2 separate regions of the Mus musculus genome follow, and region 2 is linked to region 1. A link is a contact called in public Hi-C data. All regions are on one chromosome and are shown on one strand. Each heading gives the region's core, a stretch centred on a gene start, on an enhancer-like site or on the middle of the called end of the contact. The rest is flanking DNA. Distances are from core to core; before and after follow the strand shown. Region 1 has its middle 96 kb from the start of Gm36251. Region 2 overlaps Gm39436 (predicted gene, 39436).

Region 1 (5,681 bases), core at 2,147-4,646:
ACTCTGCTTAGCTCCTGGGCAGATGTCCCCACTGACAGAAGCACTGCAGGACTCTGTTTGCAGACTGCATGCACTGCTGAGTTCTGTCAATTTGACTTTCAAGTGCATATGGCAGCTTAGGTGATTAATCTCTAGCTGGGCTTGTGATCTTACAGCACCAGAGATTCATAGTCACAGGTAAGAGCAGTGCACAGATGAGATCTAGGTGACATATCTGCCCTTCCCGTGTTGACAGCAGGGATGGGATGAGGTTTGTATTTTCTTGACTGTATAACATCAGTAGGAGGGGCCTCCTTAAATCCATCCTGAGATCCTGGCTGGGAAGCAAAATGACACAGCAAGCCAATACTAGGTCTCCTGTTTTCCTTCCACCGAGGAGAGTCCAACCCAATTTCTGCTAAGGTCAGATGGAAATAGGAAGAGTAATTAATGAAGCTTGGTGTCCATTTGTCCCCTCCTCTGTGCTGTAGCATCTCCACTCCTCAAAACTCCAGAAAAGGCTACAATCTGAGATGGAGAGGATGAATAGTTTTCCCATGCTATTTCCTGACAGTTACATATTTACCGCCCAGAAAAATCTGATATTGCTGACTCCAAGCTTACACCTGGAGAGGAAATAGCTTCAGTTCTACTTATCTAGTCTCCAAAGGAAGTGACTGTCAAAAGCAGGTCTGAGATCAATGGTGTGAACTGCCTGCATGGGGTTTCAACAGCTTATTGGCCATAAATCAACTCACTCTCTGCAGAATGCAGACTGTTTCTTCTGGAGGTTAGCCCCGAAGGCAAGCTGTGCTGGCCTTGTTTAGCTCCTAGTATACTCACCATTGAGGCATCTAAAAAGACAGAATGAGCCTTAGTGAACCCAAGGGCAGATTGGCTTTAAACATGTCTTATTTTATAATCGAATCAGAGTCGAAACAGTGGTTAAAGTAAACCCTTGGCTGTTGACATGAAGATCAGTACAGCAAATTCACCCCAAATATATTTCTCTTGTTCCCAAGAATTCATCCACAATTAGAATTGTCATCTGACCATCTCTGGTTATATTCTGTATTTTTTTCTTTAAAAAGTTTTGGAAGAAAACAGGCCACTTCTTTTTAGGTGAGACTAAGGCAAGTGCCTTTTGGGAGTTTATAGTTGAAATCAAGCCAGAGTAGCTTGTGTTGGAGTTTTTATAACATGGAAAAGCCAGGTCCTCTGAACTTCTGCATCCCAAGACCCTTGTGCTTCTCACTTGAAATTAGTTTTCATTCATGTACGTGCTATGCCGGTGACACTCTGTTCTAATGTCTTGGTGATGATCACCAACCTGAATGGATCCAGAATCAACTAAGAGACATGCTGCACATGGGTCTGCAAGGTTTTCCCTGGAAGGATTCAGAAAGAGGTAGAACCTACTTTTGGTTTCTACGTAGAAAAGATCCAGTGGAAAAGCAAGGCTGTTTTTGCCTGCTCGCCTTTGCTCCTTGCCACCGAGGGTGGATGCATCTATGGTGCCACTTCTACACTGCCACTGTCTTTCACATTTTAGGCAATGACCTTCTCTTATTGTGACCACTGAGATAGTACATTAAGGTGCCCTCACCCTAACAGGATACAAAATGTATGACACCAATTGAAGTTACTCTTGGGTCAATTCAAGATTTTAAATGGAGCTTTAAAATTACTGAGAATTGTTGTCAGCTCTTGGATTTGTGGCAACACTGAGTGAGGCCATGGTTCCTGCTGCCTTGCCCATACTTTTGTATTTCCTGTGTTTCTTTGTAAGATGGAGTCTTCTCATATTTCCTGTGTTCCTTGAGTTCTTTGTTGTCCACTTTTTCTTCTCGGTTTTAACTGAAAATAATATCAAGGGCTATTCTTCTCCTTTGAGAAAATGTAGGACTAATTAAATTAAGTCTGTTGCTTACTGTTAATCAGCTGGTGGTGTTGGGACCTGGATTCAAGCTCACAACCCCCTCATTGCCCTTACTGTTAAAGTCTTTTGAGAACTTCAGACAGCATTACTGCATTTGCATCATTTCCACCCTCTCCATCTAGCTTCTCCCATGACCCAATCAATACTCTGTCTCAAACTCATGACCTCTTCTTATTCTGTTACACACACGCACACACACACACACACACACACACACACACACACACAGAGATAGAAAGAGAGACAGAGAGAGAGACAGAGAGACAGAGACAGAGACAGAGAAAGAGACAGACAGACAGACACAGACAGACACACCACACACACAGACACACAGTAACACAGAGATACACAGCACATACACACACACACAGACATACATATACACAGATATCACACACAGACATAGACATACACACACACCACACACACATAGACACACACATAGAGACACACAGACACAAACAGACAGACAGACACACACCACACACATAGACACAGACACATACCACATACACAGACACACAGACACAAAACACAGATAGATAGACAGACAGACAGACAGACACACACTATGCATACATAGACACACAAATACACACACAGACACCAAGACAGACACACCACACACAGACACACAGATACACACCACATACAGAGACATACATATACACAGATATACATACACAGATACCAACAGACAGACACAGACAGATGCACACATACATGTACAGACATACACACACACACAGACACAGACAGACACACAGACACAGACAGACACAGACACAGACACACAGAGAGACACAGACATAAGACAGACAGACAGATAGACACACACACAGTTGAGTCCATTTAGTGTTACTCATGTGTGCATGGGTTTAGGAAGAAATAGTTGGGATTGGATCACCAGCCTAGCAGGCAGCCTGTCCCTGGAGAAGGCACATCCTTTCTCAGCAGCCACCCATTGCCTGTAGTTCTTCCTCTAGGGCTGGGAAATCACGAGATTTCACCTATGTGCATTGGCATGTCACCTGGGCGCTGTCCTTGTCCAAGTTCTGTTTAGATGGCTGTACTTTGAGACCTCATGGATGCAGCTTTCTTGTCACGTGCAGACAGCACAGGCTCATAGCAGATGTCCTGCTCCTCTGGCTCCTATAGTCTTTCCGCCCCTTTATGAGAATAAATGCATTCTCTAAGTATCTCTGCTCCAAATTGAGAACTGGTTCCATTTTAACTGCTGCCGAGGAAACCCTCATTGCTCTCATTTCCTCTATTTTGGACTTGGGAAGGCTTTGTCAATATTTTGGTAATGTTCATTTTTGTTCTTTGCCACCTAATAGGGGAAGTTGACAATGGTGACCGTGAACTAAGACCCAGTTTTCTTTCCTGATATATGTGTCCCTTCATCTCCCCCCTACTGCTTTCTTTAACATATTTTGCTTCTCCCCATGTCTTTACCCAGGGTGTAAACACCAGAATAGAATGCACCATAAGGACGTTTTAAATGAAGACTTAGCAGCTGCTGGGGTTTTAGATGCAGTCATGGCTGAAGGTTCATTGAAACATCAAACATTTCTACTATTTTCTTCTTCTGAAGGGCTTACTTCCCCCCACCCTTTAAAATTAAAAATATTGTTTTAATTTGACCATGTTTTTCTCCTTTCCCAACTTCCTATCTCTCTACCCACTCGAGTTTATGTACTTAATCCCTCTGTCTTAAATACACACACACACACACACACACACACACACACACACACACACATACACACAACTCATAAAAACTTGAAGTTTATTTTGTGTTGACCAAGGATGCCTGGGCACAGTGCCCATTTCCAGAGTGTTGGTCACCCAGTAACACTCCATTGTAGAAAACAGAATCTTAGCTTGTTCCTGTTTTTTTCTTTTCCCCAGTTTTTGAAAATTTAAATGTATTAGAGTTTTGTTACTTGCCCAGAGATGTAGGGAGAGTGTGCTGTTGGAGGAGGTATCTCAGGTGCCCTGCTGTGTCTTGTCCACCTCAGACTTTTGTCCTCCTCCTTGCTGCTCTCTTCAGTTACACCAAGGGATGGAAACAAATGCATCGGAGGAAACTAAGCAGGATGCAATGCCTAGAAATCCCTATGTTTCCTCTGCTTCCCCTCTGCCCATCTCCAGTCCTTCTATCTTCATCGGTTTCCTACTAGCTGTAAGCAAATCTTAGACAGTGTTGCAGTGGGTTAGGGTTGTCTTAAAAAGGATGAACTGTCAGTTAAAATGAGCTTGAGTTTTAAAACTCCATGGTTGAAGTAGGATTAAAAACAACTTGTTTAATAAATGTCTAAGTGATTTAAGCTAGATCTGGCATCTGCATACATCTGGGACATAAAGCCACAGTCAAGACAGTGGATCTAAACACTCCTGCAAATGAGTCTTCAAGTCCCTGGAGAATACCCCTTAATACTATTATCCCATAATTCAGCTTTCTGTTACTGTGATTTTAGATTTTCTAAAATAATAGATAAATAAATGAAGTTTTTATATGAATGTCATGAAACAATATGAACTCCGTTAGTGAAGGATAAAGAGAAAAGTGATTTACTGAGAAGGGGCCAATCCATCGGAAGCACATAGCCATCCCAAGCATATACATGTTCAACAATGGCTCCAATAACATCAATTAGAGATGGACACCCAAGAAGACAAAGAGAATCTCCCCACAGTGCTAGCTGGAGCCCCTGGAAATCTTCCAGTAATTAATAGAAGAACTGGACAAAGAAATCCCAGGACTATCAATAACTGCCAAACACCCTACAACAACTTTACCAAATTGAAATTTGCTGAGTATTTCACACCACAAAAGCAAGATGTGCATTCTTCAATGTGTGAACAGAAAATCTCCTAGATAGAAAATGTATAGGCACTAACCAGACAATTGAGGGGTTTTTTGGTCTGCATTTCTCTTATCTTTAATGATTTCACTATGATTCTGTATTCAGTGGCCTAAACATGCATTAATTCTTTGAAAGACACAAACTACTGAAACACATCAAATAAACAGATAACCTGAATATATCATAGAGTTTAAAGTTATTTTTAGTAAGTATACATAATGGCAGGCTTCCTTATGGCACGCACATGCCTGTGCATTATGACTCTTTGTGCTTTTCCCTCTCTATCCTGTTGGTATCCTGCTCACCCTGACATATCCTGTCCTCTCAGTCTGTTTGAATCTAGATACCTTATAGAAGAGAAAGCATTTGATATTTTTCTTTTCTTCCTCCATTGTCCCAGCTTGTTTCCTGTTCTTTTTCCCTTTAAACCTCCTTCCTTCATGTCTGCTTGTCTGTCTGTGAAAATCTAGATTCCACATATGAGAGGAAACATGTATCAGTTTTCCTTACAGTGGTTTGTAATTTTTAACTGGGTGATCCCTACATTCACTCTTTCTCTAGGTCAACATAGCTTTGTTCTTCCTCATGGTTGGAGGATATTCCATTGTGAATGCATGATATAGTTCCTTTATCCATTCATCACTTCATGGACTGCTAGGCTGTAAAATATCAAGTTTAGATATTGAAGGACATAGATATGACTCACCAAACTTGTATAAATAATATATATTGAATTATATCTAGCATTTTAGACAATAACTTAGTCAAAATGGATCATTGACTAAATGTATACCCTAATAGTATAGAACTTTTAGGGAAAAAAGTAATATTTGGATACACAAAAGTTTCTAGTCCTAGCATCAAGAAATGCAATATTTGATCTGTGAAAT
Region 2 (5,681 bases), core at 1,952-4,451, 320 kb before region 1:
CTGAAACTGGAGTTACAGATGGTTGTGAGTTGCATTGTGGGTGCTGGGAACTCAACTCCAATCCTCAGCATGAACATCAAGTGCTTTTAAATGCTGAACTATCTCTCTAGCCCCATCTTGTTTTGCAAGATTCTTAGCTAGCACATTAGGGTAGACTAGCTAGCTAGTGAGCTCCAGTGCTCTACCCATCTCCTCCCCTCAGTGCTGGGACTACACGTGTGCCACCATGGCCAGCTTGTCTACATGGCCAGTAAGACTCCAAACTGACTCTCATCCCTGTGAGGGAAGAACTTTACCAGCTGAACCATCTCAGCTCTGGAGACAAAGTTTCATTCTATAGCTCTGGCTTCTGTGGGACTCCATACATAGACCAGGCTGGCCTTGAACTTATGGTCATCCTCCTGCCTCTTCTCCCCGCCCCACCCTGTGTTGCTATTACAGATGTGCAGGACCATGCTTACATTGCTGTCTTTTTTCAGATCCATCCCTTCTTTTCTCTATCTACTCATCCCAACCTACAACATTTTAATGCATTAGAGACAGAGTGCTTGAGTTACCTCTTAGCATCCTTGTCTTCCTACAGACCAAGCCTTTGAGATTTCAGCTTCCTTCATCAATGCAGACTACCAAAGTATATTCCTTAAGTAAAAGTCATAAGATGTTAGTTTTGATCCTTGTTACTAGAATGAGTCTGTTAAATTCTCAGTGAGAACTCAGTGAACTCCTTCACAGAAAGGTAGGCATTTGGGAGAGGCTACAGAGCTTCACATTAAATTCTATACTTGTGTTATCACATAAGTTCATGCACTTAACTACCTGCCCCCCCAACCTAAGACTCCAGGAGAGAGTCAGAAAACCAATTAACTTCATGTTCTTTTTCATAACTCACATACATCACCTGCATTCAGTATAGGCTTTGAATCTGGTTTATTATGGAGTACGGTGTTTTATTTATTTGCATGTACTTTTTAAATAATAAAGTTTATAAAATTAAAAACAAATCTTGGATTAAGTTGGTAGCACTTATCTGATTCTCTATAAACACTGGATTTTCTTGAGCCTATTGGTTGAGGCCTTGGACTTGTGTTAAATTATATCTCCCCCCCCCCCCCCCGTAGAAGGCACGGGGCTCCATTGAACTATGTGCTGGCCTAATCCCAGTGGATCTTAAAGGTATTCTTTGAGAGTGTCAGCTCCCTCATGAGGTGACAACTAGTCATGAAAATGGCCGTGAAGGAAGTGTGTGGGCTAGGACACTGCCCTAAAGTTTGTGAGACAGAGGCTCTTCTGGCCATGGAGATCTCATTGCTAATGTCAAGCAATCCTAGGTTAGGCACCTTTCACTTGGGCAAAAAACTGCAGAGATTCTAGCATGTAGCTATTACTCCATACCCAGTACTGGTTCTGTCTCTGGTTGTAGGTATGGAGAACTTATGTGTTACATCAGCCCTTCTCTTGCTATTGCTACAAAGCAGGATTCTGAGCAGCAAGTAAGAAAAACCCCAAGGACTTGCTTTGATTGTAACGTGAAGAGCTGGAATGTGTTGGCTTTCTAAGGAGCCGGGGAGAAGGTACTACAGGTCCAAAAGGATGCTGTAGGCATCCCACCTGAGCCCCTGGCTTCTATCACCAGGCCAACTTGATCCTAAACAGCTAGACTCCTTGTGTCATTGATTGGAGACTCCTGTGCTCTGGTTACTGGAGCTCCTGTGCTCAGTCCTGCACGTAATCTAAAGTGCTGGGGGAATGTGGGCTTTCTGCCCAGCCCCATGAAAACATCAACTGGCTACAAGACACCGGAGTGTGAATGTCCGCCTGCCATGCTCCTCCCTCCCAGGTTCAGGCTGAATGTCCTCTCTGTGGCAGCCTCCTGACTTTGTACCTTTGCTTGGTCTCCTCTTCCATCCTCTACTCCCCAACTGGCCTTCCCGGGGGAGTTTTTAGTTCCTCGTTTGTATGTAGTTTTAAGTCTTTGTCTGGCACTGAGCATCTGTAAAATGGAACTAAACTGTCTCACCTTCCCTTGTGTTTCTTAAAAGCCTTCTGAAGTAAGATTTGTTCCCATTTTACAGACAAGGAAACAGGCTGAAAGGATAAAGGGACTCTGCAGTTTGTGATTCTAATCTGCTTCTGGGCCCAGTATCTGTCTGTGTGCCCTGAAACTCAATTAGAATTTGATTTGGGGCGTCTGGAGGCCACATAGGAATTGCCTCCTTAATTGAACCACAGGAATTGAGGAGACCTGGGGTCTGAGGAACCATAGGCCCCCAGCTGATGGTACTTCTGACTCCTCCTCTTCTGCACACACACACACACACACACACACACACACACACACACACAGAGAGAGAGAGAGAGAGAGAGAGAGAGAGAGAGAGAGAGAGAGCTGCTGGATAAGCCAGCAAACTCTGCAGGGCCAGTTCTGTGCTCTACTTACTGGGAAGGCCCAGGGTAGATCAGGGTGCTTGACAGCTAACAGGCACTCAGACCACTGGACCTTCGATCGAAGAACCTAACATAGGGCAGCTTCCTTTATGAGAAAGCCTTTCTGGAGAAATCAATTAAGTCCTAATGAAGGGATTTTCTGAGTTCTTAAAAAGAATTGCAACACCTTGAGTCAATTTCTTACTGTCACCTACATCATGGCTTACAGCGACGACTTCAAACCGATGCCCCTCTGAGGTACGCTTGCCAGCCCCGTTAGCTGAGTCTGTCAGGTTCTTTACCCTTGATACATTTTCAGATGATATGCATATTTTAAGAGTCCAGTGACATCAATTCTAATTCTGGGGAATTACAAATTCTTCTCCCCCATTTCTTATGCAGAAATCTTCCACTAAAATTAAGCCTAGTCATTATACCAGACATTAAACATGAGAAACGGGCTGGATCTGATTGAACCACTCCAGAGGGGGCCAAACGATGGAGTTATTATTTTTAAATTGGGAACCGATATAGCCTTTTGTGTCTTGCTGGCAGTGATATTGGATATTTTTCTTACTTGCGTTTTTATCAAACCGCCCCAGAGTGTACAAATCCGGATCACAATTCAGACGGACATGATGGCCACAGTCCCTGGAACTTTTTTTGTTGAATGCTGTGTGGGTGGACATCGGGATTGGCGAGAGGCCCCACTGAGAACAGGCGGCTGCTGGGCAGCCTCCCTTTAGCCCCGCTCCACTAATGTCTCTCCCAGTGTGGGCTAGCGCCAGGCTGCTTCTGTTATGTACCAGCCCACGATAGATAATTGCCTGCCGGCTTTGTAATGCCTTAGTTCTCGACTGGAGCTGAGAACCAGGGGATGGGCTCTCGGTGTCTAGTAGCATTTTAAGTCATAACCACACAGGGGACTGAAGTGAGATCCAAAGGAGTTTATGGACATCACCGGATTGAACTGGATGCTTAGCACATTGACTCTAGGTTTTATGTAAATAACACATGGGCCTGGGTGTTACGGATAGATGGATGGCTCTGTGGCAAACTCTCACCAGGAGTTAGCAGAGCAGTGAGTTGTCTGTTTCTTCTGGTACTGAGGGTCTGGAATCTGGACAGAGCACAGCAGGGGTGGAATATCTTGGTTTCATTTGCTGTCTGCTGGGCAGAGATGTCCTCTGTTCTTCCACTGCCCAGTGATGAGGACAGAAGATAAAGCTGGCCGGAAAGGGCAGAGCAGCAGCTCAGAGAATGCCCTTGCTGGAGGGAGGGAGGATAACAGGAAATTCTGCTTCTCTAGTTCTTGTCCCTTGGCCTTGCCTGGAAGTTTTGTTTTACAGTTGGTTGTGAGCCACCATGCCAGGACTGGGAGTTGAACTTGATACCTCTGGAAGAGCACTCAGTGCTGGTAACTGCAGAGCCATCTCTCCTGCCTGGAAGCTGTACACGTGGACATGAACGAAACTGAGAGGAGAGGAGGCTACCACACAGCACATGGTCGACCAACTGGACCATACCTCACCCCGGTCTTTACCATAAATCCTTTAAAAATCTGGGGCAGCAGCGAGGGTATCCCATTGCCAGGACTCAATCCTGCTACAGAAGTGCTGCTTTCTGTTTCTCTTAAGCCCGACCTAAGAATCCACAATAAACTTCTCTTTAAACCCCCCTTCCCCTTTATGGTCTGTGTATTTCATCCTTTGAATTCTCTAGACAAGGACACAAAAGCCACCTGTCCTAGTGGCTTTGGAGGACACTGAGTTTTACAGGACCCTAGACCACAAGCTAAGTTTATCAAGAGCCAAGAAAGACTCCATTGCTGTCAAAGACACCTTCAAATCTCCTGCCTTAACTACGAAGGTTCTAGTGGCTGGGGACAGGCTGCAAGGACTCAGCTGGGCTCACAGCTGTCTTCTGCTTTGCTGTGTGGCTTCAGGGCCCCTTCCATCTTCACAGACCACTCAAGATCAGCAAGGTGTGAAATCTCTGACAGGGGAGCTCAGAGCAAGCAAAGGAGCACAAAAGCAGAAACCCTGGAAATGGCATGTATGTATGTATGTATGTATGTATGTATGTATGTATGTATGTTTTAAGTGTGTAGGTATTTTGCTTACATGTATATTTGTGTATTTTGTGCATGCCATGCCTGTAGAATCCAGAAGAAGGCATCAGATCCATGGAACTACACAGTTCCATGCAGTTACTTGCAGACAGTTGTTTAGTTGGCATGTAGGTGCTGGGAATGAATCCAGGGTCTTCTGGGAGAGCAGCCCATGCTTTTAACCATGGCACATCTCTCCAGGCCCCTGCTCCGTTCTGCTTAGAACAGGCACAGAAGCACCACCAGGGTATTCTTCCAGTACCCCCACGCATCAGTTCATAATTAGTGGAAGGGGACTCTGCAAAGGTATGAGGTATGGAAGACATGGCCTTCTAAAGTCTGCTGGTGTGTGAGATCCTACTCTAGGCAGGATCCTTATAAAACAGGACCAGAAAGCAGTTGGTACAGGTCTCACACTCCTAGTTTGAAGGTGTCTCAGGTCAGCTGGATCAGAGATGGAGGAGGAGACTGATGAAGGCACCGAGGACCAGTGGCTAGACCAGAGGCGTGAACACTCAGCCAGAGATGCCGAGACCAGGCTGAGGCAGAGACTGATCCCCATTATGGGATGGCTGGTCTGAGATTTAGCATGTTTATTTTGTTCTTGCCTTCAAATAAAGCAGCTTGTAGATTATCTCCTAGGATCATGGTAGACTCACAGTGAGACAAAGCATGGAGGTATCAGATGTGAACCCAGCCCATTGCCTGGTACATAGCTAACATGGGAGACAGGTTGCTGTAATTGCCATCAGAGTAATGGTGACATTAAGGGGCTCAGTGTTGTGGTCATGGAGACTAGTGCTGGGGGAGTTGGGATGAAGCCAAGGAAATGAACATTTCCCGACTCCTTGACAGGCTCTGCACCTGGCATCTCCTGTTCTCTGCCTCTATGCATGCCCATGGCCTCTGCAGGAACAACTGAGTTTAAAGACAAGAAGACCTTTGGAGGGATTAACAAATTCATACTCATAATGGTCAGGTCTGTCTGCTTCCTCCCTCTCCACTTCTTCCCACAAAGAAAGGCAAGCTACCATAGTGTTTTCAGGTGGACAGCAGTCTTGGGACCAGCAACGACTGTCCTGCTGTGCCTTACACACTGACTTCAGCTCTTGTTAAGTTTTCAATCTGAATGTCCCCAGCAGGTGAT

What was found. Hi-C and Micro-C count contacts between places; a contact is called where the count stands out from the background.
Region 2: a contact with region 1 is called in a Hi-C map of cerebral cortex, with 3 times the contacts expected there. The contact joins two enhancer-like sites. A contact is called at or near these places in 2 of 484 Hi-C or Micro-C datasets (both in cerebral cortex) and 1 of 115 datasets of contacts at active chromatin or transcription factors (neural progenitor cells).

The regions. Positions count from the first base shown.
Region 1 is chr9:113,024,351-113,030,031 of GRCm38.p6, reverse strand. No RefSeq gene overlaps it. Among named protein-coding and RNA genes, the nearest start is that of Gm36251, 96 kb to the left of the region's middle. Within about 2 kb of position 3,396, at least 14 of the 459 cell types and tissues checked have an H3K27ac peak or open chromatin away from gene starts, as enhancers often do. A contact at or near this core is called in cerebral cortex, where this site is marked.
Region 2 is chr9:113,344,226-113,349,906 of GRCm38.p6, reverse strand. All of the region lies in intron 4 of Gm39436 (predicted gene, 39436), which reads left to right. Among named protein-coding and RNA genes, the nearest start is that of Gm39436, 12 kb to the left of the region's middle. Within about 2 kb of position 3,201, at least 14 of the 459 cell types and tissues checked have an H3K27ac peak or open chromatin away from gene starts, as enhancers often do. A contact at or near this core is called in cerebral cortex, where this site is marked.